6 separate regions of the Mus musculus genome follow, and regions 1, 2, 3, 4 and 6 are each linked to region 5. Evidence: chromatin contacts called from public HiChIP or PLAC-seq, capture Hi-C and promoter capture Hi-C data. All regions are on one chromosome and are shown on one strand. Each heading gives the region's core, a stretch centred on a gene start, on an enhancer-like site or on the middle of the called end of the contact. The rest is flanking DNA. Distances are from core to core; before and after follow the strand shown. Region 1 holds the start of Filip1 (filamin A interacting protein 1). Region 2 holds the start of Col12a1 (collagen, type XII, alpha 1). Region 3 has its middle 44 kb from the start of Senp6. Region 4 holds the start of Senp6 (SUMO/sentrin specific peptidase 6). Region 5 holds the start of Cd109 (CD109 antigen). Region 6 holds the start of 4930429F24Rik (RIKEN cDNA 4930429F24 gene).

Region 1 (4,086 bases), core at 605-3,104, 1.4 Mb before region 5:
CACACACACACACACACACACACACACACAGAGAGAGAGAGAGCCTATGAGCATGTACTGTATGCAGAATACTAATCAGTTGTGCTTGTGTGCCTAGTGTAATTAAGTTTAGTCAGCTGGGTGTGGTGGCTCACTTCTCCCTCCAGCACACAGGAGCTCAGGAGGCAGAGGCAGGCAGAGCTCTGTGAGTCAGAGACCATCCTGGTCTACACATCCAGGACAGTCAGCACTACAAAGACCCTGCCTGTCTCAGGAGAAAAAAACAAAAGAACATAGTTTGAAGGTGGCAACAGTATCTGATTATAAGTCACATCCTGCATGCTTTGGCTTACTGCCACATTGTTTAGCACTAATAGCAATAGTGGTCAGTTAATCCAAAAACTAAGGTAAATAATAACAGCAGGGGATTCGCTTTCCATACTACAAAACGAAACAAATCCAAAAGCTCTTTATGGATATTTGTGGAGGAAATAGCCCCATTATTCTTTCGCTGGAATGTTCTAGGCTCTTACAGGAAGGCACACAACAACAACAACAACAACCATTGCTCTCCTGATGGTTCTGAATCATCTATAGCCTGGTCTCATAATTCCCACCTATATCAGAATTTACTTTTAGGGACCGTGAATAGGCAATCCATTGTAGGGACTGTGAATAGGCAATCCATTGTAGGGACTGTGAATGAAGTATCGATTATTGTTCTAGAAGATACAGCTACTTTCACACAAAAGCTTAACTGCAGTTTCTCCCTTTAAACATTTTATTTATTTATTGTCAATGTATGTATATGCTATGTGGGCGTGTGTGCCAGGGCACAAATGTAGAGGTCAGAGGGCAACTTTGTATATTCCTGCCATCTTTCTGTGGTTACCCGTCCAGCGTTCATGGTTTACCTGTTGAGCCATCTCACCCGTGTGCGTGCTCCCTCCCCCACTTCTCCTTCCTTCTCCCTCCCCTTTACTTAACGGTTACTTCAGACCTAGAAAAACTGAGCCTGAACATGTAAAATTTAAAAAGGATATTGTTGAGAGCTTTGTCAGGGCAATATTCGAGGAAGGTTCTGAGGCAGCCCTGAACACTATTAATTTCCTGTGTGTACATAGTAAATCAGAGCATTAAGCACACATATTTTATAGATCTTAAACCTGGGAGGCTCGTACTTTTCTATGCTACAGAATGAAGTAGCAGAAACATCTTGAGACTTGAAGTTCAGGTTGGCGGTGTTTGCTCACTGGCTTTGGAAGATGGAGGGTTAATGGTGACTCAGGCTTGTCAACCACTAGTGAGAGGTCTCCAGTCCTGGTGTTTCTGGGGTGTTTGCCATGTGCTGCTTTGAATGAATGGCTTGAGTGGAAATAGTAAGAGTTTCCTTCCTGCCTTGACTTTCATATTCCTAGCGCTGTCGACATTCCTGTACGGTAGCCTTATTTGAAAAACACTCATATATACAGCAGGACACATCTTTTAAGAGTAAGGGATCAAGCTATAAATATAACTCTCCAATGATGAAAGCTGTTTGGAAATGATCTCTTACTGTGATTTTTCTCAACCGTTGCAGCACACTATTAATGCATTAAAAAAAAAAAAACAACACTTATCTAAGAGTCTGAGAAGACTATTGCCTTGGGAAATTGCTCTGCCCAAGACAACTGCCGCTCTGTTTCTTCTCAGATTTAAAAAGCCAAGTCCCACTTCGCAGTCTGCAAACAGTAATTACCTCTGTGAAATGAGCAGAGGTCCTTAAAAGGGTCTGCCGGCTTCCCCGGGATCTTTGCGGGGTGAGCGGGGATGTGGGGCTGATAACCCAGCTGCCTAGGAACTGAGCAGGGCCGGCTGCAAACTTCTCAGCTGTTGACAGGCTGGCCTCGCTGAGAACACTGGTTAAATATAGCACGCGCAGCTCAGCGCCCCAACAAAGTCACTGCGCTGACAGTGTGCGGGGAACAGCAGAGGAGAAACCTAATCTCAGAACCCAACAACACCTAGCAACAGTTGAAAAAACTTTGAAACAAAAGTCCGGGTGGGAGATAGGCGACTTCCAATTCCTGCTGATCCTGACTGAAGGAGAAGCTGCAGCTACTCTGTCCGTTTCCTGTATGACTTCAGCTACTGGCTAGTCCCAGCAGAGTGGGAAAAGCGGTTTTTTTTCCCCCTCAGTCTTCTTTTGGGCTGGCTAGTTTTTCAGGACTCAGTCTTGGACTGTGGGACAAGCCACTGGGTTCTTCAAGGGATAAACCAGCGGAGAAAGAACACACCTTTGGTTAAAGGAGACGACAACAGGTAAGTCCCCCCTCCCTTGCCCCCCAAGTAGCTACTTACTGTTAAGAAATTTCTTTCCACAAGAAGAAGGTTCGCTCCAATTCTGCTTTGTCTCTTGCTTGGTCTCTGCACGTGTAGGAATTATTAGAATCAGTGTGAATTATTAAAAAAAAAAAAAATCAAAACCTTTTTCTCTTTCTCAGAGTCATACCGATTCCCTTTTAAAGACAACATTTTGTGATATCTTCATAGTCATCAAGCTAGCCCTGCTGAGTTATTCATGTTCGTGCAGGTGATAGAAATATGACGAAAGTACAACCAGGGTCGCTAGCTAAGGCATGGAAGGGACATTTTCCCAGGGACAAAATAGCTATTATTTACTGAAACTAGCTAAGCTGCTTGTGAGGTAACTGAGGAAAGTCCTGTATGCTGTCCCACGTTGCTGTGCTGTTGACCCGCTTCTTTGTGGGCTCGGTTTGCTGGGTTCTCTGATTGCACCGGGACACCTTGTGCTGGTTCTGACCTCATTTGCCTGCAGTTGCCCAAATGCATCTGACTCGCGCAAAATATGCCTGCTGCTGATTCACTGAGAATGTTGTGGTACTTAAACTAATTAAATTGAGTGATTGCCTTTGTGCAGATAATAGATTCTGCTTTAAGAAACTTAGAATTTTTTTTTAAGGAAAAAAAAACCTCAATCTTTTCATAAGCTGTGTGGGTGTGAGTAAGAGTGTATTTCCAGTTGTGTGAAGGAAGTTCTGGCATTCTCTGAGGGTATATTGTCTCCCCTTCCAGAAGGTGACATGCACTTTAATCAGAATTGCTTACACAGAACAATTTCATGTTAGTCTCCCAGCTTGTGGCTATAAACCACTGATACTGTCAGTATTGATTCCTGGTGGTGGGTAGTTGGGGCCAAATTTGCATAAGAGGATGGATTATTTCTTTAAATAATTCAGAGAGTTTGGATGAATAAACCCAAGAATAAGATCAAAGAAAATACTGAAGAACATTCTTTTTTTTAAATTAATTGTACACTGGACTTGGAAGCTCATGCGTGTGATCCAGTAATGGAAAGACTGAGGCAGGAAGATTGCTGTGAGTTCAAAGCTAACCTGAGTGAAATAGTAGCTACATAGTAAATTTTAGTCTAGCCTGGCTACAGAGTAACACTGCCTTTAAAGACCAAACAAAACAAAAAAACTTATTTGTGTCTATTTTGTCAATCTAAAAAAAAAAAAAAAAAGAATTTCCAGTGGCTGGAGAGATGGCTTAGCAGTTGAGCACTCTTCCCAATTCCCAGCACCCCCATGGTAGCTCACAACTGTCTCTACCTCCATTTCCAGGAGGATCCAATACCCTCACATTGACATACATGTAGGCAAAACACCAATGCACATAAAATAAAATTAAAAAAAAATCATTTTAAAAACTCTGAGCCTCCATAAACCAGTTTGGAAAAGAATCTTTTTGACAAATGATAATATGTGAGCCTTTTAAGCAGATGTTCCTATAGTCAAGTGATGATTAAAGAGTGTGTGTTAGGGAAAAGAAACAATGTTGTCATTTCAATGTGTATCATGCTACATAGTTCTGATTATGTGCTTAGTTGAATGAAGTTAACCCTATGTCACCAACACGCACATGATAGTGAGTGGGCGTGCTGGTAACCTCCAGGTTGGAGAGGAAACTTTTGCTGGAGATGAGATATCTTTGTCTTGAGAGATTTATATGAAGTCAGAAGTAGATGCTCTTAATCTTAGGAAGGGTTACATTCCTGGCTTCCACCTGCCTGTGGAAGGTTGGAATCTACATCAGTTTGAGGCA
Region 2 (4,159 bases), core at 270-2,769, 1.1 Mb before region 5:
GACACCAGAACTGTGGAGACATGAGGGAAAAGCCTGCGCATTGTGTGGGCGCTTTGTGCAAGTTGCTCAGCGGCCTTTGAGTGGGCCCTGCGTGCTCCAAGAATGTGCAGAGGTGGTGGCCATTCTCATTTTTCTCGTTTCTTTTCTTCCAGGCTCCTCTCTTGCTCTGGTTAGCTCTGGCCAGAGGCCGCCCGTGCGTGGGGCAAGGCGCAAGGGAACTGGGAAAAAGCGTGCAGAGTTTTGGTCAATTCCAACACTAATGTGCCTAGAGCAGGGAAGTCAAATCTGCAGAGGTAAGATCAAGCATGGAAGAAAGGCTTAAGTCAGGTGTGCTCGCAACTTCTGCTACCAAGGGGCGGTCTACTCCAGGGTCTAGAGCCCTGTCCTGTTTCCAGTACCCACTAGCCCAACCCTGCTGAGGCGACGTCTCTGGGCTTCAAGGGGCGGGAAATTCGCGGAGCGAGTTCTGAGCTCACAAACGCGTGTAGGAATCCGTCTTCGAGCCCTTTCCGGATAACAACGTGTGACTACTGGACACTTCATCCCATGCGTCTTGTACAATTTGGCAACTTCAAGTGCCAGACTCCCACTGCGTCCAAGGGGTGGAGTGCCGGGAACCGGGGAGCTGCAGAAAAGAGCCCGTGTGCTGGCGGAGTATCCGGCTCCTAGTTGGCCTTCTCAGTAGCTCGCGCCTGCGTGCGAGCGTCCCCGAGCGAGCTCCTCTCCGTCCTTTTCACCTCTAGGAATTTTTTAGGGAAGAGCTGCCTGAAGCCCCAACGTGGGCCAGATTTTACTCTTAAACTGACAAGAAATTTCTAAGGAGAATAAAACTTGTTCTTAAGTGTCCCGTTGGGATGCCCCCGCCGCCCCCGCCCCCAGGTACCAATAACTTTCCTCTCCCTCCCTCCAGACTGAATCGAAGCCTCCCATCTCTATCCTGAAAAACTAGGTTAGACAGACAGGCCTGGGAAAGCCATCCTAGCCCTGAGCCGGGAGCAGGCAGGCGGCTGTCGGAGTTTTCAAAGTCGCGCCTTGGAGACTGGGAAAGACAGAGGCCCGCCGCGTGCACAGACAGTTAGTTAATGGAAAGCCTGTAAATCGGTTTTAAGTGCACCCAGGACAGAGGGGGAGGAAGGTGGACGTGGGGACGGTGGCGGCCGGAGATGCAATGGTGAGGGACAAAGGGGATGCCCATCCCGCTGCTCTGAAACGAAGATCCGTTCCCCACTTCTCCATTGTTCTTATTTTAGAAAAATAAACGTATTAAAGAAACTCGTTGGGTTAGGGAAACCCGAGCCCCCTAGCCCGCCCCAAGCGGAGGAGTCCGCGGCCTCCCTTGGCAGGGAACCCGGCTGCGGCTGTCCCCCTCTCTCCCTCCCTCCTCCCCGCCCCCGGAGGGGCATTGCTACTACGGCGATCGCCACCTCACGCCGAAGGAATGCTCGAAGTATGCACACGTTCCCAAAAGTAGACCTCCTTCACCGCCGAGGAGCATACATCACCCGTGGCAGCCTTCCACCTTCTCAGGCGTTTCGTAACCGAGTAAACTGAGAGCCGGGAACAGCCCTCTATTAAGTAGCCCGCGGCGCGGAGTCTCTTCCCAGTCGGCAAAGGCGGCCGCTGCAGACGCGTCCGCCCGCAGCTGCATTCAGTCCCCCTGCCTCCGCTCACTCTGCGCACTAGGCGCTGCTGCTGGGTGCTCCCATCGCCTTTTCCACACCGGCGGCCGCCAGGTGCTCCCGGAGCGCAGCGCCCTCCCAGGCCCGGGGGGTCCCACGCGCAGGCTGCTGGACGCCCGCTCCCTCTGTCACCTCCGGCTCAGGTCAGTCTGGCTTCTGTTCCCCACCCCAACCCCCACCCCTCGCGCCCTTTCCCAAAGATAACTGGGGAAAGTGGCTTCTTGCTTGCACCTTAACCCGGGGCTGGCAGAATGCCCAGCAGGGGCTGCTTGGCTTTGGAAGCGATTGATTAGTGTGCCCGAGATAGATCTGTGGCACAGGAGTTTGGCGGTTTCTTTGGAGTTTTGGAGGGAGAAGGAAAGGTGGCTTGCTTGTGTGCCAAGTGGGACTCAGTGTATCCATCTGTAGGGCAATGTCCTCTATAGTCTCTGTCGCTTTCAGTGAAGTGCACGGGCTGCATAGGTCGCTCTTTATAATCTGGTGGCTTTGCCAGGGACTCCAGGCTTGCAGCAGGGACTCAAGGCATTGCCAGAAAACGAAGTGAAGTACTGTACGCTCCGCGAAGAATTCCATGGAGGGCCAGTGGAAAGCGCTCCAGCTTGGGGAGACTAGGCGCTAGTGGCATCTCCAGATGCTCGGGGGAGCTGCCCTGGCTCCATCCTCCACTGCTTTCAAAGTGCTGCTGGGTTAGGCCAGCTCTCGCAGCTTCTGAGACTTCCTTTTTGGGTTCCTCCTGAATGCACTGGGATTAAGTTTTACCCAGGGTCAGTCAATGGGACCTTTGAGGAGGGTTCTCCTCCAGTCTTTGAGTGCACAGATCAGAGTGCGTGGAGTCAGTGCATTTGAGAGCAGTTGACAAATGGGACCTGCATCTGGCTTCCTCAGCCACCATCCCCTGACCAATTCAGATCTTTGGCATACACCTCCTCTCAGCTCCAAGGTTAGGGTCTTCTAAAGAATACTGGGGTAGGATTGGGGGAGGGGGGCGAAGAAACAAGTCTAAGCTCGTCCTTGGCTAGGTAGCCTTTATAGAAGACGTAGGTGACGCCTGGACTCTAGATGGGCCCACGAAACATTTGTGTGCCTGTGTGTGCGTTTGAAAAAAAAAGTTAAATTGAGAGAGTTAAGAAGTTGGCTCCTTCCAGCAAGGGGTGGGGGAGGGGCAAGTTGTCCGAAAGAGACCAGTTCCCATAGTGCCCCCACTCCGGGCAGTTGATTCATTTTCATTCATGAGGGGAAGTGAGGGAAATCCTACTGCCACGTAAGGGCTACCGCTTTCAGACATCTATGTCTGAGAATGCTCAATGAAGTGTTGCTAAGCACTCCGATAAATGTTTTGGCTAAGAAGGAGAGAGAAGTTTTTCTTTAAAACGTATACGAACGGAATTCTTGGCTGGCTGAGATGGCTGAGTTATTCATCAGATACCCCAAAGAGAAGTGATTCATTCTTGATGCTGAGACAGGAAGCCGATAGGTGGCGCACTAGACTAAGACTAGACTAACTCAAGTTTTTTGTTCACCCTTTTAACACCCCCCCCCCCCCCAAATACTGCACACCGATTTTTGTGGGTAGGTTACCACTCTTTAACTTTTCGTGAGCACAACTGCGGACTGCATTCTAAATTATCATATCAGCGTTATGGCCGGGTGACGACAACAATGAAGCATTTATGCTTTTTTAATCTTTACAAATTTTGACTAATGTAGGAAAGGGTTTGTTGTTAATTAGGGGGAGAAGACATTACTAAAACCCCTTAGATCCCAGAGCTGCGCCAAAATTTTAATATTGGCTTCATAAAAAGGAGCTCTGGGCAATTTGGCTTGCCTGCTCATCAGACATGTAAAATGCAATTTACACTCGGATGAGGAAAGCTGCCCTAACCCTCGTGCCAATGATTTGGAAAGGCAGGGTTGGAGACTGTCAGTTCCTTTTTTCTCAAGGAGAGCCCAACCTTTGGCTTATTTTTGAATTCCCAAACACAAATGGGGGAGTGCTCCCCGCTATTTGTCATGAGGCCTATGGTGTAGCCTTAAAGTTATGTGTGCACTTCTGAATCTCCTCGTTCTGTTTTTTGCATTTGGCCACAGACACCTTCCCAGTCCAGCTAATTGCTGGTAACTTTTGTTCCTGGATTGGATCATAGAATATACTAGGGCAGTCCTTTCTGCTGCTAAAACAGCTACTGTGTGTTGAGAAAGTAAAAAGGATGAGTGGAACTCTTTGCCGTTAAGGAAGAAATCTATTTGCAAAGGCAGGAAAAATTAAGAACCTTCTCACCTCTGGGGCTTGTATTAGTTATAATCGTCCAGCATTAAGAAATAGCTAAACACAAGGAAGAATTATTGCGGTTTGTACAATCTAAGAATGTTTGGGAAACAGACAAGGGCATTTTGCTTTTTCTACGGCTTCGTCTCTTTTTATTATGCATTTTAGAGTTGGTTCCCTCTCATCTTTGGTAAAGGTTTTATCAGATGTGAAA
Region 3 (4,457 bases), core at 737-3,236, 1.4 Mb before region 5:
TTGCTAGTCTGCCCTTTGGTAAGCACTTTTCTCTTCTCTACCTTCTATGTGAAGCAGATGTTGACTACTTTGATTAAAAGTAACTAAAAGTAATAATGTAGGTGAATGAGGCTGTCCTGTGGATATAGGTGGCAGAGAAGTGGAATTGTTGTGTTTATTTATTTGCTGAAGCTAGGTACTAGTTTATTGCATTGTAGATATTCTCAAGTCCTTTGGTCTTAGCATCCCTTTATTGCCTAGAAAAAAATATTTTTTGAAAAAGGAATTCACTATGATACCTCAGGCTGGCACCTGTCTCTCTCTGTCTAGAAAGTGATTGCATGTACCATCCAGATGGTCATATTGTTTTATTCCTTAAAGCAGAGTTTCACATTGCCTCTACTGGTGTAAACTTCCTATGTAGCAAGGACAGCATTGAACTTTGCCTCCACCACCTGAGTGTGGTGATTGTAGGCATGTGCCACCACAGCCAGCTACATCACAAAACATCGAAGGGTAACTGAAGAGCTCTTGTTTACAAAGGTCTTGTTGAGCAACATTTATTGTATTGCAGATGAAAATCAATGGATTCTTTTGTGAAGTAGCAATGATGAACTGATTGTAACATATTTAATAAAATTAATTATATTAAAATATATAATACTTTTGGATATATATATATATAATTATATATAACACGATATAACTATATAACTATGTAACTATGTAATTATATAACTATATAACTATATATATATATATATATATATATATATATATATATATATATATATACACACACACACACACACACACACACACTATTGGATGGCTCAATAGGTTAAAACAAACAAACAAAACCAAAAACAACCCAAACCAAACAAAAACAACAAAAAAAACCCCATGCTTGCTGCAACAAATCTGACAACTACAGTTCAGTTCCTGGAAGCCACTGTGGAAAGAGAGAACCAATTTCTAAAAGTGGACACCTGACCTTCACATACTCACTGTAGCATGTATGTGAAGCCCCTGTCCAGACCCCACGCAGTAAAATAATGAAAACATTAAAATTATGTGAAATGTATTGGGAATCGTGGCGCATGTCTTTAATCCCAGTGCTGGGGAAGCTCAGGTGGAGGTCTCTCTGAGTGCAGGGATAGCCTGGTTACATCATCAGTTCTGAGCCAGCCAGGGACCCAGGGCGAGCCCATGTCAAAAAAATACTATGTGAACTGCTTGCTTTAAAGCTTTGTAAATCTCTTATATTTTGGTAAAACAAACAAATAACTGAACCTAGAGCTTTAGTGTCAAACTACTGTCTGAATTTATATAGTACTACATACCATGAAGGGCCTAAGAATTTCATCACAAATTTCTGAAGAGCGGGAGTATAAAAGGCAACCAATTCTGAAGTGTTTATTCTAGGATGCGGAACTTTGGGAGTGGATTTGGTTCTGGCACACCAATCTGGAAAGAATGCACACAACAGTTTAACACATTGGCAGACTGCTGAGTTTTGATGGACTTACCCAACCCCCAGCCCCCAACCCCACTGACTTGCTGATTGGAGCCTTCATCTACCTTATGAAGTGTTACATCCAGGAACATGCTTAATAACGGAAGCTTAGGGGGCCGAAACAAGAGAATCAAAAGTAAGACAGACCAGAGCTATATCATGAATTCAAGACTATTCTAAGCAAGATACTAGCAATAACAACAAAACACAAAAGGGCAGAGCATGTGCTTGCCTAGCTTGTATAATATGTGCAAAGCCCTGGGCACAACCCCCAGCACTGAAAAATAATGACAGCGCTTTATCCTTCTGTTCTGTGCAATCTGCCTGGAGAGCAGACTTTCTCCCTTTATCTCGCGATCTCTGTTTTCCCAGAGTCATCATCTGTGCTTTATTTTGGCTGTGTGTGTCCTTGCAATGCAGAGTGCAGAGCAAAGCTGGCCTGCTGGCTGTGGCCAGCCAAGCTGCCCCTCCTGGACGGTGAGAATAGGGTGAGAGGGAGACGAAGGGCCTGGAGACAGACACACTCTAAACAGCCAGACCTCCCAGCTATGCCCTTGTGGCCTAGGCTGGCTCGGACTCACCATGTAACAGAGGTGACCTTGAACTGATCTTCCTCCCGCGTGCTGGGACTGTAGATCTGTGAGTGCCACTATGCCCAGCTTCTAAGTTTTTACAGATTCTTTTTCTAGTTTTCTGTAATTTATATTGATTTTATATGTCCTTTTAAAAATAGAAAACCACACTCTTCATTTACTAAGAGGGGAAGCTTTGGTACGGTCATGTTATTTGGTGTCTATTTTAAAATTCTTCACTGTCATTGATTAAATAGCCGGCCAAGCATTGACTTGCAGCTTCTTGTGCTCCCTGCTCTGCTGTTATTCAGTCCTAACCAAGAACCCAGACTTTTCCTGACATCTATTGACTTTTGCTCAATAAAAGAAAAACAAAATTATCGGGCTAAGGAGATGGCATAGTGGGTAAAGTGCTTTCTGAGCAAGCATTAGGGCCAGAGTTCAAGTTCCCAGGTCCATGCAAAGCCAAGTACAATGGCCTGACGCTGTAATTTCTGTGCTCATGTGATGAACTGGGGGGATAGACACAAGAGAATCCTGGAAGCTCACAAGCCAGCCTGCAGCAGAAGAGCAAAGAGAGTCTGTCCTCTGAACTCCACTGCACACCGTGGTGCTCACACACCTGCAGTCACATGCATGGATGTCCACATGCACACTGTACTACGCAGAAAGATAAATTCTAGCGTCTCTTTGAGGCTACTATATACTAGACTTGAAGGTTCCCAGATAAAGTCCCAAGATTTATTCTTTCAGTTATATTAATTAAAGTTTTCAGAAATAATTAGAGCCGGATGATGGTGGCACATACCTTTAATCCCAGCATTTGGGAGGCAGAGGCAGACGGATTTCTTAGTTTGAGGCCAGCCTGGTCTACAAAGTGAGTTCCAGGATAGCCAGGGATATACAGAGAAACTCTGTCTCAAACAAAACAAAACAAACAAACAAACAACCCCAACCAAACAAAAAAAACCCAAAAAACCAAAAAGAAAAAAACAAGAAATAATTAGATTTGGGCACTTGCAGTTTCTGCAGGCCTCTCAACAGCCCACACCCACACCCAGAGCCCAGAGATGCTGAATCATCAGTGGTAGAAGGCATGCCAAATGCTTCCTGGAGTGCAAGCTGTCGGGGGTGGGGGTGGGGTGGGGGGATGATTCCTGAAGAAGTGTGGGCATAGAAGCTGCACCTGAAGCATGGTGGACAGATCTGGGCAGCTAAGAATGGAGACTGATGATGTGAGAGAAAGGGGATCATCACAGTGGGTGAGCTTAAGCTAATCTGAGTGTTGAAGGGCTCCATGCCTTTGCTGTGTCAGGTGGGGATGGGCACTTAAAGTGGCCAGTGTCCCATAAGTGTTACCTGCTGTCCAGCACTCCCAGGCCTGTGGGAGTGCAGCAAAGCTTGCTTAGTATGAATAATACCAAGGACGTATGGGGGAGGTATGTTTCATTTATTTTCACAGAGTGTGAAGACAATGAAATAGCTGAGTAAAAATAACACATTTAGTATAATCACTAACTTTTCTTGAATAGATTAATTTTTCAATTTAGATGACTATGATGAATATCACTACTTGATTTGATTCTTTTGTGCTTTTTTTTTCTTTTAAAGGCAGGGCCTCCTTATGCATCCCTTCCTGGCCTGGAACTCATAAAGCTCCATCTGCATGTGCCTCCCAAATGCTGGGTTGAAAGGCGTGTGCCATCAACTTTTTTCAAAAGATTTTTTATTTATAATGAAGTATACCTCTGTGTCTGTGGTAGGGTTGTGACCATGAATGGAGTGCATGTAGAGTCCAGAAGAGAGTGGGAGATTCCCCGTATCTGGAGTTAGAGGCAATTATGAACAACCAGAAGCCAGTTTGGGGAGCCAAACCTGGGTCCTTTTGTAAGAGCTGTGTGCACCCTTAACCACTGAGCCATCTCTCCAGCCCCTGATTCTTCTTCCTTTTAAAGCAGTATATATAAAACCATTGGATCCTTTACCCTTTCTCAGCGTGCTAATTCCACGGGAGATGTTTTTAACCAGAGGAGGGCTTATCTGGGTATTCTAGTCAGATTCCTCCCCTCTGACAAAATACTGCAGGTGCAGTTTACAGGAGGAAATATTTATTTCCACTCACCGTGTCAGCCCACAGTTGCTGGTTTTATTGTGGGTCTGGGACTGTGTGAGGCAGAACACCATGATGGAAGGGTGTGGTGGAGCAGAAGCATGCCTGTCTGCAGACAGAAAGCAGAGAGCTAGAGAAGCGTCCTGGGATGAGAATCGCCTTCCCAGAGTGGCTGAGTGGGATAGGCTCAGCATACACAGATTACCCTGCCACAGCAGCAGCAGGGCAGAGATGGCAGGAGGACTTGTAGCACAGGGACCAGAGTCTGTTTCTGGAGCTT
Region 4 (4,455 bases), core at 1,516-4,015, 1.5 Mb before region 5:
ACCTTCCATAATTCCAGTTCCAGGTGCCCTCTTTTGACTTTGTGGTCACCAGGCTTGTATACATTGCACATACATGCAGGCAAAGATCCAAAATAAACTAAACTAAATAAATAAATGTTCTTAAAAAGGTTTTAAAATAGTAATTTCTAAAACCCTCATATCTGTAATCCTTGAGCTGAGGCAGGAGGATTTCCAGAAGTTCAAGGCCGGACTACATAATGTGATCCTGTCTCAATTTTTTAAACAAAAAAAAGCTGGATGAGACAAGATGAAACCCAAACTTTCACATCTGTACATTTACAGTGGAGTAAATTAGAATAAACTAACAGCAATGGAAATCAGATGAACTCTCAGTGATGGCTTTGTGCTTGTATTATGCTGTGTTTCATCCACTCAGAATTTAAACTCAATTAGAAGCCCATAGAAGCCCCAAACCTACAAAAACCTACACGTATAATCATCTGCCTAGAAACTATGAACATCAGAAAACCATCTGGTGAATTTCCAATTTCCAAACAAAAACACAGGCGCTTAAGCACCGGCTACCTGCGAGCTACTACTCCTCTCTCCGCCTGTTGGCAGGGGTTCCCTACCACGGTCAAATTAGTATGGAGGTAATATGAAATGAAGTCATGAGAACATACTAGCTTTCCTTATCATAGAGGACAACCATTCCCCACGTCTTACATAAAGTCCGGTCTGCAAAGTAAAGAAAGCTGCTCCCCCCCCCCCCCCACTTCCCTATTCTCAAGTACAAAGAATAAAGAAAATTACTTTTCCTCTTAGTCTCCATTCACAACCCACTCGGTCAAGGAGTAAACAAGGCATAGCCTCCCTCCCGTTACCACTAAGAGTCTTTCTTAATTTTTTGGTTTTTTTTTTTTTTTTTTTGGTTTTTTTAGTTTTTTTTGTTTTTCGAGACAGGGTTTCTCTGTGGAGCCCTTGGCTGTCCTGGAACTCACTCTGTAGACCAGGCTGACCTCGAACTCAAAAATCCGCCTGCCTCTGCCCCCCGAGTGCTGGGATTAAAGGCGTGAGCCACCAACGCCCGGCAAGTCTTTCTTAATTTTAAACTACATTTTCTTAATTCTGTAATATTTCTAAATCATATCTTAAAGCATGGCCTGGATATATTTCATCTAGAAAACAAAATCCTGCAATTACCCCCAAAGAGTAAATATACTTAACAATTACTGAACGCGGACTTATTTTCCTAAACATATTTACAAATCCGATTACCAGGAAATTTAAAGTCGAATGAACGTTTACGTTCCCGGTTCACAACTGCAACTAAATGTACCTGTATTATGGAAGTCCCTTTACAGCCATAGGCAAAAACCAGTATCGTTATCCATTTACCACCACACCAAACCAAAATAGACCTTTTAAGCCGGCTTGGTCCACCAACTGAAATAGTTAACTCTGCTTCACAAGCGACTAAAAATGGGAACACACCCTAACTCTTTTACCTTCCCCGGCTGTCTCCAAACCGACACTTGGAAGCTCATTCTCTCTCTTTTTTTTTTTTTCCACCTCCCATACCTGCTTTACAAAGTATAAACAACCAAACACATCTCACCGGAGTTCGGGGCACCGCCGGGTCTAACCTGCACCCCGAGGGCAGCGGCTAGCCTGGGAGCTTTTAACCACAGGGCAGTGTTAACCACCACCTCTCCCCCTGCCTCCTTGGATCGGCCAGTTTCAACCAAGCTTAGGTCTGAAACTTTCCACGAACGCTTAAGAAAGACGCGGACGAAGTCTGCTCCTCACCCACTAGGCACCCATCGAGAATATGGAGGTGGGAGCGAGCCCAAGCCTTCGGCGCGCCCCTCGCAGGCCGCCCTGGGCCTCGGCTCGCTGCGCTACCACCGCGCCGCCTCGCGCCGGCCTGCCCGAGCCTTGGCCCGGGCGGACCCGAAGTCGGCGCGCCTGCAGCGCGTTCCCAGCGGGCCATCGGCCGTCCGGGCCCCCGTGGCCCCCGCGGCCCCAAGCCCACCCGGAGCAGAGAGCTGAGTATCACGGCCCGGGGGTGGGAGACACCCCGGTGTCGGCGAATTTCGCCCCCGACTCTCCCCCGAGGGAGACCCGAGCGTACCTTTCAGGAAAAGAGCCCCAGCGCTGCCACCGCTCTTGCCCGCCGCCATCTTCCTCCTTCCACGCCGCCTCCTTCTTACTCCATGGCCGACACCGGCGCGGTGCTGGCGGGGAATGGGGGCCGCGCGTCGGGAGGGTAGCAGCCGCAGGGTGGCGGGCCTCGGGCTCGACCTCCGCGAGGGGCGCTCCCCGCCGGCCGGGCCCCCCACACAAAAGCGGGCCTGACGGGAGGCGGCGAGGCCCACGGCCTGGGCTGCTTCTCCTCAGGCGCCTACCGGGGACCGTGAGCGGCGGCGGCGGCGCTTCCCGGGCCCGGCTCCCCTCGGCACACGACTCCCCATCCACCGGGCCGCGCCGGCCTCTGAGGAGCTCCCTCCGCTCCCCTCCGCCCCGCTCCGCCGCTGGCTCCGGAGGACGGAGAACGGAGCGAACGCTCACACGCCTTCTACGTCCCGGGCCGTAAAATGGCCGCAGCGGCTTGAGCCGAGCGAGGGCTCCGCGACCGTGAGGCGCCCGCGACCCCTCGCTGCTCCAGCAGTGGCCGCCGCCGCCCGCCCACCCCGCCCAGGCGTCAGAGCATCAGCCCAGGCCTCGGCGACTGTCCATGTGGACGGGGGTGGGTCTCCGCCACCGCCGCGCGTCGGTCGCCACAGCAGCCCCGCCGCCGCTCCTCCCCCACCGGCCTCCGGGCCCGCCCCGCCGCCGCCGCCGCCCCAGAGCCTCTCTCTCCCTTCGGGTCCCTGCTCGCCCCCCTCCGGGCTCGGCCGAACCCGAGCCGGGGGCTGTCGTCCTGCCGGCCTGGGGTGGCCTTGTCTGGCCGGCCTTGGCGAGGGACGAACAAAAACCCCTTCCTCGGAAGGCCCCCATGGCAGAGCCGGCCTGCGAGCGCTTGCCAGCCTGCCGGCCAGGTATTCTATTTGGTCGAGTCGCACCACAAATTCTAAAGAAACGCTCCAAGTTCTTGTCTGACCCTGAATTTAAAACGTGCCATGGGAAGGAAAAAAAAAAAAAATGAAGCCAGGTAATTGGAAAATAAAATTGTGTTCACATCCATCTTCCAAACAATGCATATATGATATGATTGAGCCAGTACACTTTGTGTGTGTGTGTGTGTGTGTGTGTGTGTGTGTGTGTGTGTGAGAGAGAGGGGGGGGGGGGAGAGAACACAGTAGACTATGATACAATTTGAGGGGCTTTTTTTTTTCTTCTTTTTTCTTACAAACCCCATGTAGTGGTGTAGGTTTTTCCCAGTCCATAAAGGGATAGAGACAGGTGGATCTCTCTGTCAGATGGAGGCCAGCCTGGTCTACAAAGGAAGAGCCTGTCTTCAAAAACAACAACAACAACAACAAATCCATGAAAAATGCAGAAAATGAAAAAAAAAAGTTACAGAAATTCAAGCCCCTTAGCTGTGTGGTCAGCTAATAAACATTTTTTTCTTTCCTTTCCTTCCTTCCTTCCTTTCTTTCTTTCTTTCTTTCTTTCTTTTTTTTTCTGGTTTTTTCAAGACAGGGTTCCTCTGTGTAGCCCTGGCTGTCCTGGAACTCAGAAACCCGCCTGCCTCTGCCTCCCAAATTCTGGGATTAAAGGTGAGCTAGCGCTACCACTGCCCGGCTACATTTTTTCTTTAAAAAAAAAAAAAAAAGTGGGTGGGGTTGGGGGGAGGGTGTTTTGCCTGCATTTAGGGTGGGAAAGCTGCTTCTTGTAGTTACTTCAGAGGCCGGAAGAGGGTACCCAGGCTAACCAAACTGCTGAATCCATTTCTCCAGCCCTTTGAGTGAAAAAGTGAAACATAAAAAACAAAAGATTCTAGGCCTTTAGGCCCAGGCTTGAGAATGTGACCTTTGTGACTCAATGCTCCATGGTATGCTAATCATAAAACAAATAGCGGCATTCCTCCAGCAACCTGCTTCCTGGGTTCAGGGCATGTTTGTTCAAAGAAAGTCACCCTGACCCACCCTGACCATTGCTGGAACCCTCTATGCAAATATGCTATTGTTAGAGGCTCCTAGAAAACTGTCTTGACTTTCCACTTAACTGGTATTTTTGGTATTTTCCAACAAAGCCCTCCCCACCCCCTTGAGTTATGGTTTCTTCCTTTAAATACCCCCTTACCCAGCTACTCTGGGCACCACGGTCCTCTACCCCTTCGTGGTGTAAGACTGTGGGCCCAAGAGTGCTCTTGAAATAAAAGTCCTTTTGCAGTTTGCATCAAGACCATTTCTCGTGAGTGATTTGGGGTATCACCTCTCCTGAGTCCAAACGTGGGGGAGTCCTCACGTTGTGGGTCTTTCATTTAGTGCATTGGCCGGGAATCGCGACCACCCCTCACACCCAGAACCGACTTGGAGGTATAGGGAT
Region 5 (4,044 bases), core at 535-3,034:
ACGTAGGAAACTCCGGATGTTCTTCCCCTGCAGTCTGATTCGATGCAGCCACACACGGAAGGAATCTGGCTCTTTGTCCACTTGTTGGAACACTCGGGGACAATTTCAGACTTCACAGGTGTTAGAATCAAACAGGCACCTGTGGAAGTCACGGCTAATTTGCAAAGGGGCACTGTGGAAATCACTGCAAACTTGTTTGTGCTCCTCTGTTGTGTTGCCTAGCCCAGGGCTCTATTACCATATTCCAAGTGTGACTGTTAGACAGTGCAGTTTCTCTTACCTCTGTGAAAGACTCCTTCTGCTTCCAGGATGGATCTCGATTTGTTGGAAGCTATCTTGAACACCTGAGCCTTTACAAGGACCTGTGGGGGGCTATTTTCCAGGAGATCCACCCCAATAGTCACATTTGCTCCGGGTCTGATGATCCCTGGGGCTGTCACCAGAAAGCGGGACCTAAAGAGTTGCCAACAAAAGAAAAGCAAAGTATCTTATTTACACACACCCCACTTCGATTTCTGAAAGGGGGTGGGGGATCTCTGCACTGCTCCACTACACTATTTACAGTGAACGTGGTGCCTCTGCTGTTTCGTAAGGCCATGAAATGCTACGGAAACCATAATTCCTCAAACAGTTCAAAGGCACAGGAGCCAGAAGGGAAAAATAAGCCACTGCAAAATGCAAGTCTCCAAGCCTCGTTAAGGTGACTTCATCTCCACATTATTTTCTTAGGAAGCACGCGCACGAGCGCATGTGTGCACACACACACCCCTAGATTTATGATTCAGCCTGCTCAAATCTATATAACGGGGGGGGGGGTCATCTAACTAGTCCCATTAATTGAAATCACCACCTGACCACCTGAAAATAAATACCCAGCAATGAAATCTCCGAGTTAGGAAACATGAAAGTCCCCCAAGGAGGCCGGGTGTGGTAATTGCACGCCTAGACTCCTGCCACTCAAAACTGAAGACTGCCCAGCCTGAGCTACAAATGAACACACACACGTAAAAATAACGATTTCTTTGCTGGGGGAAAAAAAAAACCACTTAAGAAATGGAGCAATTTATACAGTCTAATTTTTGTTAATCTTCCTACAGTCTTTGATATAGCATTCTCATCCTACTCCGGTCACCTCAGTCACACTGACAGTGTCACGGTAGAAACATCCAGTTTAGAAAAAAAAAAGTCTCTGAAAAAGAGGTACATTATTGAGGAGCAACAAGTTGCGAGGCAAAAGGCAGAGCAGCGTGAACTACAGCTAGAACGACGTTCTTTGACAAGTTGTCGCAGCACAAGGACCCTAAAGAAAGCCCCCCTGGCGGGTCCCACATGCCGCGCGCATCCCCTGCGCGGGCGCCCTCCAGCCCGCGCTCCTACCCTGGGGCGGCCAGCGCGACCGCGCACAAGCAGAGAAGGTGGGCCGCGCTCAGGAGCCTCCGACTGCGCATCTCGGCGTCTGCCCGTGGGGTCTGCAGCCCGCCAAGTGCGCGCCCTGCGGGGTGTGGTTGGCCACCTCCTGCCCTGGCCTGTCCCGCTTCACACCAGGGTTTAGCAATCTGAAATGGGCGCGCCTAAAAGCAGAGGGATCTAAATTGAGACTTGATGGCTCCACCCATCCCGCTGCATCACAATGGCGCTTCTGGCTTCTCCCAGGCTAACGTCGCGCTGTCCCGTTGCTGAGAAAAGCGGTCTCTGCACGCGGTGGCCACAACCTGGCCCCAACTTTCCTGCTCCCCAGGGAGAACATAGGGAGCCCATTTCCCCCGCCACCGGGAACCTGGGGTTTGTTTACTCTAGCGCTCTACCAGGGATGCCCGGAGTGAATAAGCAGGCCCATCCTTGTGAGCGGCATCCAGGGCAGCTATGTGAACTGAGGAAAAGTCAATCATTGTCCTCCAGACGATGAGTCAGAAGTTTAGGAAAATGGCAAGCGTTCGCGTGCCTACACACACACACACACACACACACACACATGCACATTCACACATCGGTAGGTATATATTGGTAGTTTCTGTATATGTATGAAAAAGCGGGGGGGGGGACTTTTTTTTTTAAGATAAAAGTTGATGTTTACTTAACTCCCTAAGAAAATGTTACGGTTTCTCTAATTTAAAAAAGGGTGCCTACCCCTGAATGTGACCCCAGCACCTAGTTTTTATTTAAAGAAAGGCGGGAGAGGAAGAGGAGGGAGAGAAGGAAAGGGGAACATGGGGGGGGGGGGGGTCTGGCACAAGTAAAAAGTTACGTGATGCCACTTGGAACTCAGAAGCAACTGCTTGGGAAAATGGTTGGGTCCTTGTAATCATCGCTAAGCACATTTTTCTGCCGAAAGTACTCATTAGAATCCTGAGTTTGTAACAATTTGTCAGAACATAGGGTCCCGAGAGAAGTGTGGCGCTGGGAATGAAGGTGACCAGCGTTCGTTGGTGCCCAGCAATTACTGATCACTGCTTTTCTGAACCCAGGTTTTCTGAAGCTGCCTCCCCCACACCCTACTTGGCACCACCCCTGTCTTCAGATGACTCGGTTTCACCATGACTACCCCATAAAAGCCGGGAACTGCCAAAGACTTGGAAAATAGGCACATTCAGTCCCTGAGGACTTAAACTTTCTCATTTCCAAAAGGTATTTTAGATAATGACGGTCTGGTTTGGAACGAAACGCAACTAGAGAAACGTTGAATGTTTTAACTGTCTGCTAAATGGAGGGAGGTGGCACCTGGACCAAGTGTGGGTTTGGGAGCACAGAAATTGCTTTCCTCCCTTCCTGTCCCGGCCTTGGTCACCCTGCTGAACGTCTGAAGATATCCCTTGTGTCCTGTTCTAAGGGCAGCCTATTGTTAGTGGTCATCATCCTGTGCAAGTGGGACTAGGGTATGGTGAGAAGTGTCTGAATGTGCCACGGGGTGCAGCTGGCTCTTGGCACAGCTGCTAGACTGATCTCCTCAGCTCCCTGATACAGGGAGGAGGAGCAGGTTCGAGTGTGGGCAATGAGCCAAGTTCTAAATCTGTGTTTGTCACACTCTACTGTGTGTGAGAGTCACATCAAGATGTGGATGTTGATTCAGCCGGTCCCGGGTGGAAACTGCAACTCTTCTTTCCATCCATGGACAGCAAGTAGTCCATAGAGTCTCCAGGTAGGGGCAATTAGGGACACTGATGAGAAAAACAAAAAAACAAAAACAAAAAGTTGGAGTAACTGGGTTACTTCCCAAGACAGGATTTCATAGTAAAGGACAAGAAATGCAGTCGGGGATAAATATGATATGATAACAAAATATGATAGCATTGTGTTCCAAGATTAATAGAGAAGATTAGAACCAATAGGATCATTTCAACCGTGCAGTCTTTAGGTTGCTATAACCTCCAGGTTTATGTCTTCCTCATCACGATACACTTTTGGTAACAGACTCAGCCTCACAGGATGTCCCTATTACAAGGACGAATAGACTCAGAAAAAAAAAAAAAAAAAAAAAAGAAACCCTGTCTCAAAAAAAAAAAAAAAAAATCCCTCTCACTTCTATTTTTTTTTTAATTTCCCTTATATTTATTCAGCTCTTCTTCCAAACTCCTGGGAAACTGTTTTTCTTTTTCTTTTCTTTGTTCTTTTCTCTCCCCTATCATAATCTTCTTCTACATCCCTCCTTTTCTCTTGCCTCTCCTCTATTTATTTTTCCCCTTTCCCTGCATCCTTCCTATATGTCATTCATTAACAATTTCCTCAATTTCCCTAAAGAGCTTTCAACTTTGTGGCAAATTCTGTGCTAATTTTGCAATGTTTTATTTCATAAGCATGGGTGATATATTTGGTTTTTAATCAATGTAGTGGTTTGAATGTGCTTGGCCCAGGGAGTGGCACTATTTGGAGGTGTGGTCTTGTTGGTAGAAGTGTGTCACTATGGGTGTGGGCTTTAAGACCCTCATTCTAGCTGCCTGGGAGCCAGTCTTCCACTGGCAGCCTTCAGATGAAGATATGGAACTCTCAGCTCCTTCTGTACCATTCTTGTCTGGATGCTGCCATGCTCCCACCTTGATGATAATGTAC
Region 6 (3,991 bases), core at 640-3,139, 1.2 Mb before region 5:
AAACAAAAACAAAAACAAATAAACAAACAAACAAAAAGGATACCTTTTGAGACAAGGACTTATTGTGTAGCTCTGGCTGTCCTGGAATTCACATAGACCAGACTGGCCTTGAATTCACAGAAATCTGTCTGCCTCCGCCTCTGGAGTGCTGGGAGGAAATGTGTGTAATCATCACCCAGTCCCCAGTGAAGTTTTTAGTAAAACTGAGACAGTTAATCTTTGCTCTGAGCAAACCAAAGGAAACAGGAAGTAGGTAAGCACACCAAGAACCATCAGATCACTGCTCCTGCAACAACAGCAACAAAGCTTTAAAGCAAACTAAGGTGTCTTGCAGCATCCTGGAGAGGTCCCAGAAACTTGTGGATACAACCTCAGGTGCTCAAATCTCTTATACAAAATGCAGCTCTTGTAAATGACCTATGTATCTCCCCCACACCCTTCAAACTGTCTCCTGATTATATTATTTATACTGCTTAGTACAATGGAAATAACCACTTAAAAGATAATGATGAGAAATTGTCTCCGTGTTTACTAGCTCAGAAGCAATTTTTTCCCCTGAATATTTTCAATTGTATGTTGAAGGTTCAGTTGTAGCACTATTTAAACCGAGTTCTAGAGTAGAAATAAAGGAACTAACACATCTAACTGTGATAATCTAAACAGGAGTGGGGAAAAAGAAAGAAAAAGGACTCCATGATTATCCCCAACACTGTGATGAACATTTTACCCAACAGAACGTTTAAGACAACAGGCTAAGCCTCTCTATGACAGACTCTTTTCCATTTGAATGGGGTTGAAGGTAAACTTAGGCTGCTAAAGCAAGATACAAACCTAAGGATTCTAGAGGCCTTAAGAATTTGAGATCAGCTAGGCTGTGGTGGCCCAGGCCTTTAATTACAACACCCAGGAGGCAAGAGGATTTATACAAGTTTGAGGGGAGCCTGGTCTACACAGAGAAACCCTGTCTGGAAAACCCGGGGCCGGGAAATCCAAGATCACAGAAGAACATACTGGAGCAAGTCAAAACTGTAGACAAAGACTTTTTAAAAGTAGGTACTGTCAGATAGTCTGGATTTCAAACACAATTTCAAAATGTAGATGCTATATAATCATTTTTTTTGTAAATTTGCAAAATTACACACTTATAAAAGAAAATTTGTAAAATATAGAAAAGAAAAAATCCTGCCTACAGTCAATCAATGGAGGTTAGCATCTTACGCTTTATAGTTGAATTCTACACTTTGTATTCTCTGTACTGCTTTGGTGTCTTTGAGTTACTAATTATTGTTTATTTATTGAGACAGGTTCTCTATGGATTTCCTGCTGGCCTCTTAAGTAGCTCAGACTGGCCTTGTAATTTCAATTACTCTGCCTTTACCTTTCAAGGGCTGACATTACACATAGTCTCAACGAGAATTTCCTTGGCAGGTTAAAACTAATACCCCTTTTTAAACAAGTGGTATTATGTTCTGGTTTTTGATTACCAAGTTTAAAAAAAAAGAATCACTGTCATGTTTTACAATAACCTTCCCAAACCAATGTGAAGTAGACAGAAAAATAAATGAAAATCGATCAGAAGCGAGGGATTAGGGCTAAACTAGGTTGCATCATCATCATCATCATCATTATTATTATTATTATATCAAATGGGTCGCATGTTATACCTCACTTAAATTCATAGAGGCACACTGAGTGGCGAGTTAAAATTCAATAGGGATCTGCATCCTTTTAAACATGTGGACTCCAGGACGCTACAACTCCCTTCAGAAGAGGCGTAGGCGTCATAAGAAAAGTCAACCCGGCGCCGAAATTACAGGTAGCCCAGGTCACCGAGTCCGACCTGACGGCTCCAGAAGTCTCCATGATAACCACAACAGGAAGTGTGCGCCAACAGAAGCGTCCTCCCGGGGAAGCGAAGACGCTACCGTCCTAGTGCGCAGACGTCGCTCCGGGCCGCGCATGCGCTCACGTAGCCGCGCGCCCGGCCTAAAGCCCTCACTTTGTCGTCACAGGGCAGATGATCAGGGTGCGTCCGTCTTTTTCCTCCCCCTTCCATCCTCCTCCCCCTCCCCTCCCCTCGTCCCTCAATCATCTCCCCATTTCCTCTCTCTCCCTCCCTGGGGCGTCTCCTAAAGACGCCCGCTTCCGGTCAGCGGCCGGCCGCAGAAGCGTGTCCCGCCTCTTCCGCCTCCCCGGTGGCGGCGCGGGTGGCGGAGGCGGTAGCGGCAGCGGTGACTGCGCGTCTCCTGTCAGGGTCGGCGGCACGCAAGTCCCCTGGGCGGCCCAGCTGGACGTGGCCGAGCCGAAGCCCGGGGGCCGATGGCGATGAACTATAGCGCGAAGGATGAGGTGGACGGCGGGCCCGCGGGTCCTCCCGGGGGCGCCGCCAAGACCCGGAGGCCGGATAACACGGCCTTCAAACAGCAACGGCTACCCGCCTGGCAGCCCATCCTCACGGCCGGCACGGTGCTGCCCACCTTCTTCATCATCGGCCTCATCTTCATCCCCATCGGCATCGGCATCTTCGTCACCTCCAACAACATCCGTGAGATCGAGGTGAGGGAGGGGCGTGGCAGTGATCCCCCGGCTCCCAGAAGGTGACAGGCGGGCCCCGCCCTCTGGTGCCTTCTCGGTTTCTTCTGTGGCTTTTCTGAGTTTGCAGTTTTGTGGGCTCGCTTCCTTTGGCTCTCGGTTTACCTGGCTGGAAATGGAATGAATACAGCTAGAATGTCGGGTGGACGAGACTTTTTTTGGAGGCGCTTTGCGTGGGTTTCCGAGAGGTAGAGTGAATGTCTTTTAGGAGGAGATAAGAGGAAAAAGAGTTAGATTTACGTGTTTAACTCTGAGGCAACTCACAGGGGCAGACTGTTGTTATTTGGGCGGGGGTTATTCTGGGACACAGAGATTAACAAATTGGTTGGGTGTAGGACCCGGAGTCAATAAAGGTATTGATTCTTCTGTGAAGAAATTAAGTCATACAGAGCGCACACAAGTAACTTTGATTTTGAGCTAATTAGATATTTTTAGTTGTTGGCCACGATATAGTTAAAGGCATGAAACTTCAGTTCTGGTTTGTTTTTAGGCGGTATTCATTTCTAATTATGCCCCACAGTGGTCCTAATTCCTCCTGCTTGATTTTTAAAATATGCATATCAATGATTCCACACGAAATAAGTTGGAAACTAGCTATAAACGATTTCACTGGCATTACTTTTTTTTTTTTGGAATATCCTACTTAGATGTGATAGAAACACTCTACTGAGGGAAACATTTTGATTTGTGTTGGTGCAGTAATCACTGCATTTTTATCCGTCCGCATCAGTAAAGATGGGTTTATAGCAGGATGTGAGTACTGTGTGGCGGACAGTATTGGACGTCCACAAGTCCTCCATCAAATTAAGGGAGTTTTCATCTGTTTGAACTGGCAAGATCGATGTTGAGTAACCTTGCTTTCTTCTGTTGTAAAGATATATTTTTGTGTACTTAATTTAAAAATAAATACTACATTTAATTGGACGTCCCCAGTCATTTTAGCTAGGGACTTTGGTGACTTTGTTCAGTTTACTAAAGTAAGCTGGTTTATATATATATATATATATATATATATATATATACATACATACACACACACACACATATATATATATATTTTAACTGCACAGTGCTTCAGTATTAATGACAGTAAGAATAGTATCTAGAGTGTATTTTAAAAATCTTTTATTAAATTTTATTTTGACTAGAGCAAGCTCACAGCGTATGTTTTTGGTATATATTTTATCTTCGTGGTTTTAGCCTTGTGATATACTCAAAGGTAGCCCAAAATGCTCCAAAATGTAAATGAAGCTCTGGGCCAAACAGGTTGGGCAGGAGAAAAGTTTTGATTTTAGAATATTTTGGATTGTAGAGTTTGAGATTAGGTATGCTCAACTGGAGAAAACTATACAAACGTACAGAATGTTTTAAAAAAAAAAAAAAAAACTTCTCGGATGTA

What was found. Promoter capture Hi-C pulls out the DNA fragments that hold promoters and counts their contacts. HiChIP or PLAC-seq counts read pairs in DNA pulled down with a chosen protein or histone mark. Capture Hi-C pulls out chosen DNA fragments and counts their contacts.
Region 1: a promoter capture Hi-C map of second pharyngeal arch cranial neural crest shows a contact between it and region 5. The contact joins the promoter of Filip1 here to the promoter of Cd109 in region 5. A contact is called at or near these places in 5 of 39 promoter capture datasets (cranial neural crest, embryonic stem cells, frontonasal cranial neural crest and 2 more).
Region 2: an H3K4me3 HiChIP or PLAC-seq map of forebrain shows a contact between it and region 5, with 33 times the contacts expected there. The contact joins the promoter of Col12a1 here to the promoter of Cd109 in region 5. A contact is called at or near these places in 21 of 39 promoter capture datasets (the 3T3-L1 cell line, 3T3-L1-derived adipocytes, the C10 cell line and 11 more), 6 of 484 Hi-C or Micro-C datasets (B cells, the G1E-ER4 cell line, the N1E-115 cell line and 1 more), 10 of 115 datasets of contacts at active chromatin or transcription factors (astrocytes, embryonic forebrain, embryonic hindbrain and 6 more) and 1 of 9 other capture datasets (macrophages).
Region 3: a contact with region 5 is called in a promoter capture Hi-C map of hippocampal neurons, with 6 times the contacts expected there. The contact joins the enhancer-like site here to the promoter of Cd109 in region 5. A contact is called at or near these places in 14 of 39 promoter capture datasets (the 3T3-L1 cell line, 3T3-L1-derived adipocytes, the C10 cell line and 9 more), 1 of 115 datasets of contacts at active chromatin or transcription factors (fibro-adipogenic progenitors) and 1 of 9 other capture datasets (embryonic stem cells).
Region 4: a contact with region 5 is called in a promoter capture Hi-C map of embryonic stem cells, with 5 times the contacts expected there. The contact joins the promoter of Senp6 here to the promoter of Cd109 in region 5. A contact is called at or near these places in 5 of 39 promoter capture datasets (cranial neural crest, embryonic stem cells, erythroid cells and 2 more), 1 of 484 Hi-C or Micro-C datasets (bone marrow-derived macrophages), 3 of 115 datasets of contacts at active chromatin or transcription factors (embryonic stem cells, pancreatic cancer cells and stem cell-derived neural progenitor cells) and 1 of 9 other capture datasets (adipose tissue).
Region 6: a capture Hi-C map of embryonic stem cells shows a contact between it and region 5, with 10 times the contacts expected there. The contact joins the promoter of 4930429F24Rik here to the promoter of Cd109 in region 5. A contact is called at or near these places in 12 of 39 promoter capture datasets (the 3T3-L1 cell line, cranial neural crest, embryonic stem cells and 7 more), 1 of 484 Hi-C or Micro-C datasets (muscle stem cells), 10 of 115 datasets of contacts at active chromatin or transcription factors (bone marrow-derived macrophages, embryonic forebrain, embryonic hindbrain and 5 more) and 2 of 9 other capture datasets (embryonic stem cells and liver).

What each region holds. Positions count from the first base shown.
Region 1 is chr9:79,975,650-79,979,735 of GRCm38.p6, reverse strand. It overlaps Filip1 (filamin A interacting protein 1), which reads left to right and starts at 1,854. Exons shown (of 6, transcript NM_001081243.2): 1 at 1,854-2,280.
Region 2 is chr9:79,716,082-79,720,240 of GRCm38.p6, reverse strand. Col12a1 (collagen, type XII, alpha 1) reads left to right here and starts at 1,519. Exons shown (of 66, transcript NM_001290308.1): 1 at 1,519-1,822.
Region 3 is chr9:80,020,545-80,025,001 of GRCm38.p6, reverse strand. No RefSeq gene overlaps it. Among named protein-coding and RNA genes, the nearest start is that of Senp6, 44 kb to the left of the region's middle. Within about 2 kb of position 1,986, at least 15 of the 459 cell types and tissues checked have an H3K27ac peak or open chromatin away from gene starts, as enhancers often do. A contact at or near this core is called in hippocampal neurons, where this site is marked.
Region 4 is chr9:80,065,213-80,069,667 of GRCm38.p6, reverse strand. Senp6 (SUMO/sentrin specific peptidase 6) reads right to left here and starts at 2,765. Exons shown (of 24, transcript NM_001311110.1): 1 at 2,096-2,765. The coding sequence starts at 2,144.
Region 5 is chr9:78,613,286-78,617,329 of GRCm38.p6, reverse strand. Cd109 (CD109 antigen) reads right to left here and starts at 1,784. Exons shown (of 33, transcript NM_153098.3): 1 at 1,378-1,784; 2 at 281-453. The coding sequence starts at 1,448.
Region 6 is chr9:79,791,539-79,795,529 of GRCm38.p6, reverse strand. It overlaps 4930429F24Rik (RIKEN cDNA 4930429F24 gene), which reads right to left and starts at 1,889. Exons shown (of 3, transcript NR_040734.1): 1 at 1,665-1,889. Tmem30a (transmembrane protein 30A) reads left to right here and starts at 2,100. Exons shown (of 7, transcript NM_133718.4): 1 at 2,100-2,556. The coding sequence starts at 2,320.